2 separate regions of the Sus scrofa genome follow, and region 2 is linked to region 1. Evidence: chromatin contacts called from public HiChIP or PLAC-seq data. All regions are on one chromosome and are shown on one strand. The core of a region is the stretch at or near the end of the contact, and the rest is flanking DNA. Distances in the headings are between cores, read along the strand shown.

Evidence for each region. HiChIP or PLAC-seq counts read pairs in DNA pulled down with a chosen protein or histone mark.
Region 2: an H3K27ac HiChIP or PLAC-seq map of alveolar macrophages shows a contact between it and region 1. The contact joins the enhancer-like site here to the promoter of EPB41L2 in region 1. A contact is called at or near these places in 4 of 5 promoter capture datasets (fetal liver, fetal skeletal muscle, liver and 1 more), 11 of 47 Hi-C or Micro-C datasets (alveolar macrophages, embryonic fibroblasts, fibroblasts and 4 more) and 2 of 2 datasets of contacts at active chromatin or transcription factors (alveolar macrophages and skeletal muscle).

The regions. Positions count from the first base shown.
Region 1 is chr1:32,416,805-32,419,775 of Sscrofa11.1, forward strand. It overlaps EPB41L2 (band 4.1-like protein 2), which reads left to right and starts at 1,406. Exons shown (of 18, transcript XM_021088293.1): 1 at 1,406-1,594.
Region 2 is chr1:32,573,933-32,576,903 of Sscrofa11.1, forward strand. The region is part of intron 8 of EPB41L2 (band 4.1-like protein 2); the gene reads left to right. Among named protein-coding and RNA genes, the nearest start is that of SMLR1, 130 kb to the right of the region's middle. Within about 2 kb of position 1,484, at least 6 of the 83 cell types and tissues checked have an H3K27ac peak or open chromatin away from gene starts, as enhancers often do. A contact at or near this core is called in alveolar macrophages and skeletal muscle, where this site is marked.

The sequences.
Region 1 (2,971 bases), core at 156-2,655:
AACCCGCAACCACATGGTTCTTAGTTGGATTTGTTTCCACTTCACCATGACGGGAACTCCTCCATCACCTTGACTCATTTATCTCTTTAGGCTAAGTCTTGCTGGCTCCCACATTATTAAGGTCTCTCATCTATGCATATAATTCAGCTTGTCAATGTTCCTCTTAAAAGGTAGTGTACAGAAGTGATACACAGACTGCAGCAGAGGATACAGTAGGGATATAATTTCCTTTTTTTTTTTTTTTTTTCTCTTTTCATTTTTTGGCCACCCTTCAGCATATGGAGCTCCCTGGCCAGGGGTCGATTCCAGCCACAGTTGTGACCTAAGCCACAGTGCTGTAATGCCGGATTTTTAACCCACTGTGCCAGGCTGGGGATTGAATCCGCATCCCAGCACTCCCAAGATGCTGCCAATCCTGTTGTGCCACAGCGGGAGCTCCTACACTTTCCTTTGATAAGAGAATTATGTTTTATAAATTATGTTATTTATCTTAATGTCAATTAACATTAATGTTATTACACTGCACTAACATTTTAAAGGGGTTTCATCAGAGTTAGATCAAGGTTCTAGGGGCTTTAAATCTTATGTAACTTTAGGGGTTCCTTAAAAAATTACAAGTATAGAGTTAATTTCAAGGCCTGTAAAAATGAAGGATCTTCATTTCATTGTAAATCTGCCTGAAAGTTCATAATAGTTCATAATAGCATTGTCCCCTAATATTCCAGGTCTTCTTTATCAGAACTGCTTTCTAGTCAGCCTTCCTCTCTGTCGTAGTTAGTGCAACTTACTAAGTTTTCCTTTGGTACTTAGCAGAGGGAGCATTAATTAAGTTAACTCATATGAGGGACTGAGAATAATGCTTGGCACATAAAGCACACAATAAATGTCAGATTTTATTATTTTTATTACACACTGGCAGGACCTTAGTCAATAACTTATCTCCTGGACTCTTTCTCTTTGATGTAATGAAAAGGTTAGAAAAGGTTCTGTTTAGGAAAGAAACGAGGACTTTGGCGAAGGTGCAGTCCCTAAAGACCTCAGTAGAGGTGGGAGAAGGCAAAGGACCAGAGCTGCCCTTGTGGCCGATGCTGGAGGCAATGACCTGGACAACCCATCTGACATGCCGATGTTCAGCAAAGAAGAAATAAGTAGCATCTGGAAGAAAATGGTCTCCAAGAACGGGGAAGTAGCCTTTTTGTGTGTGCATGTCTTTCCACAATTGGCCTCAAGCTAGGTTTCCAGCCTCTTCTTCAGCCACATCCTGCTCTGTAATCCAGGCTTCCAGGCCTCTGCCTGAAGTTCCTACCCACTCTTTGGGTTCAGCGTAAAAGCCCCTCCTCCAGGGGGCTTCCCCATTCCCTCCCGGCCCTCCCACAGGAAGAATAAACGGTTCCCAGTTCACTGCCCTCTCTGCGAAAGCACTTTTTCCACTCCAGACTGAGGAGCACCTAGTTTTCCTGATTTCTGTATCACCGGGGCCTAGCCTGGGGTCTGCCACCGAATAGGTGCTTAATAAAGATTTAGCCAATGAGTTCATTTTGAAGAACTAACTTTTGAAAGTTGATAAAAGAGGATTTAGGATCGGGATTCGCGGGTAAGAACGCCTTGCACACAGGCATGAGCAGTCACTATTCAGGGCAGCTCTGAGGGCGAGACACGTCTTACCAGCCCCGGGAGCCCGGCCACTACGCGCGGCGAATCCCTCGGGAAGGGTCGCTCGAGGGGGCGCGGGGGCGTGGCCTGGGCGCAGGGGGCGTGTCGCGGCCCGCGGGGGTTTCCGCACCGGGGGCGCGTCTCGCGGGGGCGCGGGAGGGGCTTCCGCCGCGAGGGGGCGGGGCTGGAGAGCCGAGTCCTCTGACGGCCCCAGCCGGGGAATTTCAATTTGAAACCCAGCGGAGGGAGGAGGCGGGCGCGGCGGGCTGGCGGCTGGGGCCGAAACGGGACGCATCTCCGCGGCAAGCGAGCTCCTGAGTGCGGCGCCCGGGTAAGGAGGCGTGCGGAGCTGGGGGATGGCGGGGCCGGGGCGGAGGAGTCCGAGCCGAGCGTCTAGTTGCTGCGGAGCTGCCGGGCGACGCGGATTTTTCCTCTGGCTGCATCTGGGAAGCTGATCCCAGGCAGGAAACTGTGGCGGGACGGCCCCGCCGGGAGGGGGAGGGCGGCCGGCTTTGGGGTTTTCTGCGACTCCTTCTCTCTCCTCTTCTCCAATCCCACCTCAGGGACCGGGTCCTGTTGCTCCAGGCCGGATCCCCGCTTCCCGGCTCCACTGCGGTCCCCCACCTCCCCCTTCTCGGGAGTCGGGTGAGGTAGGAGTAAGGCGAAGACTGCGCCGACCACGCCGGGGTGCGGTGGGCTCGGGGGTCACGCGTCCCGGGCTGCTGGAGGGGTCTGGCTCCATCCCAGGCGCGGGCCGCGGCGCGCGAGCCTCTCCCGGCTCGGAGCGGCCGCCCGCCTTCGACCGCTTGGTGATGAGCGCCGGGGCTCTGGCGGCGGCGGCGGCGGCGGCTTCCCTCAGGAGGATGATTTTGGAAGGGGAAACGCGGGCGAGGACGCCGCGCGTCCCTGGGCCGTCCGCGTGCGTGGGCGCTGCGGGGAGCCTGGCGAGGGCGGCGCGTCTCCCGCACTCGTGGCGCGAGTTCCCCGCCGGCGCTCGTTAGGTCCCGCAATTCGCAGGCGACCCGGCGAATGCGGAGAGGGACGCATGTTTTGCTCTCTGCTCTTTGCAGTGCTGGCACCCAGGCCATCGCACCACCGATGGCTTATTTTTCTCCTCCAGATGTGAGTCCGGAGGGTTGGGGCATTTTTAGATGAGCTGCCCGCGGAAGGAGCAGGAGGAGAGCAGAACGGAGCGAGCGGGATTGGAATTGGCATCTAAATCCCCCGCCGGAGACGATGCCCCCAGTTAGCCCTGATGTCTGCGGGGGAACGTCTGTCAATATGCTACCCAAGATCGCTCATCTCCCTTGGGGTCAGG
Region 2 (2,971 bases), core at 234-2,733, 160 kb after region 1:
AATATTTCATAAACTTTTTCTTTTTTTGACTCACTCTTATAAACACTTTTCCATGTTGGTAAATAGTCTCTGGCAGCAACATTTTGAACTGCTATATGCTATATACCTTTAATTTTTAAAAGCACTTTCACATACACTATCTCATTTATGGTTCAGATATTTTTATTTTTATAGAAACTACATAAAACAGAATGCAGATGGCTTATTACACTCTGGCTGTTGCCCCAAGGCACATAATATAAAGTAGTCCCATCTGTGATATCTTCTGATAAATCCTACCAGGAGGTAAAACAGATCTTGCCAATACTTGTCTTTTAGCTCTTTTCTCTATATGATGGGGCCAGGCTGAGTCAGCAGAGAAACAGAAAGAAGGGTGGGGGGAGCAGATTTGGTATCAAAAAGACCCCCCAGGAATTCCCATTGTGGCTTGGTGAATTAAGAACCCGACTAGTATCCATGAGGATGTGGGTTCAATCCCTGGCCGCGCTCAGTGGGTTGAGGATCCAGCGTTGCTGTGAGCTGCTATGTAGGTCACAAATGAGGCTCGGATCTGGTGTGGCTGTGGCATAGGCTGGCAGCTGTACCTCCAATTTGACCTGGGAACTTCCATATGCCACAGGTGTGGCCCTAAAAAGACCCCCCCCCAAAAAAAAACCCCAGAGCCCCTCTCTCCTACTCTAGACCCTGTTATTTTCCACATGTGACTCTTATATCTGCTGCTTTGTTGATCATTAGTTAGAAAGCAGTGCTTAGAGGGAAGTCCTGAAACATTTCAGGATTCTTGTTTTTGAAGTTGTGTCTTAGAAAAGTTAAAAATGTTGCTGGTTCTGTTATAAGTATGGTTTCCATTCTTGCTTTGTGGTTAGGAGTAGATCACTTAAAAAAACTCAGAATAACATGCATTCATTCAGTGTAGCATCCGGTAGACTTGTTAGGTAATATCTGATAAGCAAGATATTTGTAGCTCATTGAAAAAAGATCTGTAGCAGTTTAAAATTTTTCATGTAGTTTAAAGTTTTGTACCTTTATACATTTTTCATTGATCATGTTTAAATTTTTTTAATTAATATTTTCTTGTCAGAAGAGTTCTTAGTGGCAGCCTCACTTTAGGATAGGGTGAGGGTGTTGGCGTAAAAGGGCTTGTGATGAAGATAGGGGGAAACCGCAAGAGTAGAGTGATACCAGGAGCTAGTAACAGCAGCTCACCTGACTCCTCTGGGTGTGAAGGAGTGAAGCAAAGTATTTACCAGAACCCACGAGGGTGTCTGTGTAGAAAGGACTGCCTTGAGAGGAGAACATAGCCACTCTGGTGCAGTCACAGCCATACAAGGAGGGAATCTGGGAATTAAAAACTCCCGACCGTCTTCCCTTCTTTCTTTCTCTGCTCTTTGAGAACTTTCCATTGGCTGAACCCATTCAGATGGGATCCTCTTGATGTCCATATGGGGCAGCTTCCAGAGGGAGTGCACATGGCAGAGAAGATGCTCCCTTTTTATTAGTTTATTTGTCTGACATCGTTGCTGACTGGCAAAAGTCTAACATGGGGAGGAGAACTAAGACCCGCTTTTTTCCCTTTAACTCCTTACCCGTCATCTGTAATTTCTATGCACCCGGATACTGATAATTCTAAAGCAATATGTGGAGCAACTGAAAATCAATGGATTGACTTGGATCCAGATTGTGTTTATTTTTAAGTCAGATAAAATAGCCTTAGTGTCCTGTCAGAAGGTTGCTTCACACTAGAGATAGCTTTGTTCATGTTTCAAGTGAGGGCTGCCTCCTTATTTGTGCTGAGGCCATGCTGTCTTGGGCAGTCTTCCGGCCTGCTCCCTGTGGCCATGGCCAGTGATATTTTTGGCAAGCACATCATTTGTGTCTAGAGCCAAGTTGCTGGGGCACCTGTGCCTGATTCACCCCAGCTTTTTACTCTGTTCCTAAAGACTGTTGTGGCTGTCAGGCCATGGGTAATAAAGCACCTTACAGATTAGGTTTTTAAACCTGCTCAGATGGTCTAATATAATTTTATTTGTAAATGTAAATAATTTACATATCACAGCAGTGAAAGCAGTTGGCATCAGTTACCTTGTACTGTGTTTCTGTTTTTAAAAAACTGATATAAATTGTGTTAAATTGTTCTCCATAATGAGAGAGTTGAAATGTTATATTTTTATTGAATTAAAACTAGACTCTGGGGTTTGTTTCAGTGTAGTTTATGAGAATTTGTTCCATCTTGTTAGTGATATCTGAAAACATGAATATCTTTGAATAAGTCTTCAGGTTTATGTGTCTTGAATTCTCTTAAAGGTATTCGAACATCGTATGTATTAGATATTCAACACTGCTTGAAAAGCAAGGAGATGGTTTTTTACTCTTGTTGGTAAATTTATTTGATTTTTTAAAAATCTGTCAGGCTTGCAGTTATTCTAGATTGTCATCTTTCCCCAATTAAAAATGCTGAGGAAAGAAGACAGTATTAATAAGTTCAAGAACCGTCTGCAGTCCTTTTGAAATATGCCAGCCAAAGGAATGTTGTAATAAGAACTGAATGTCAGCACTTAGAGTTATTGAAAAACTGCTTGAAAGAATTCAAAGATTTCAACACTGTCAGCCTAGAAGAGAAATTTTCTGTGAGGGCTTGGTGTTTTGCAGAACATAGGCATTATTTAACAGCCGTGAGCTGGCATGAGCCATGTGCGGTAAATTTGCCTACAGCCAAATGGCTGACCGCACCTTGGGGTGGGCACCCAGACGGTCCCCAGAGGCTGGAATAGCCCTCGGAAAACACGTTTTTATCTCCCATATCTTCAGGACGTCTCAAAGTCTGTTTCCTTTCCTCCCTTTTACCTCTTACAGCCCAATGAGAGCGTATTGCATTAAGCTTTTTGAAGACTATTGTGTCTTGCAGTCAGGTTGCTGCACCTCAAATCCAACCCCTCAAGACGAATGTCTGGATTTAATATATGTCATTCAG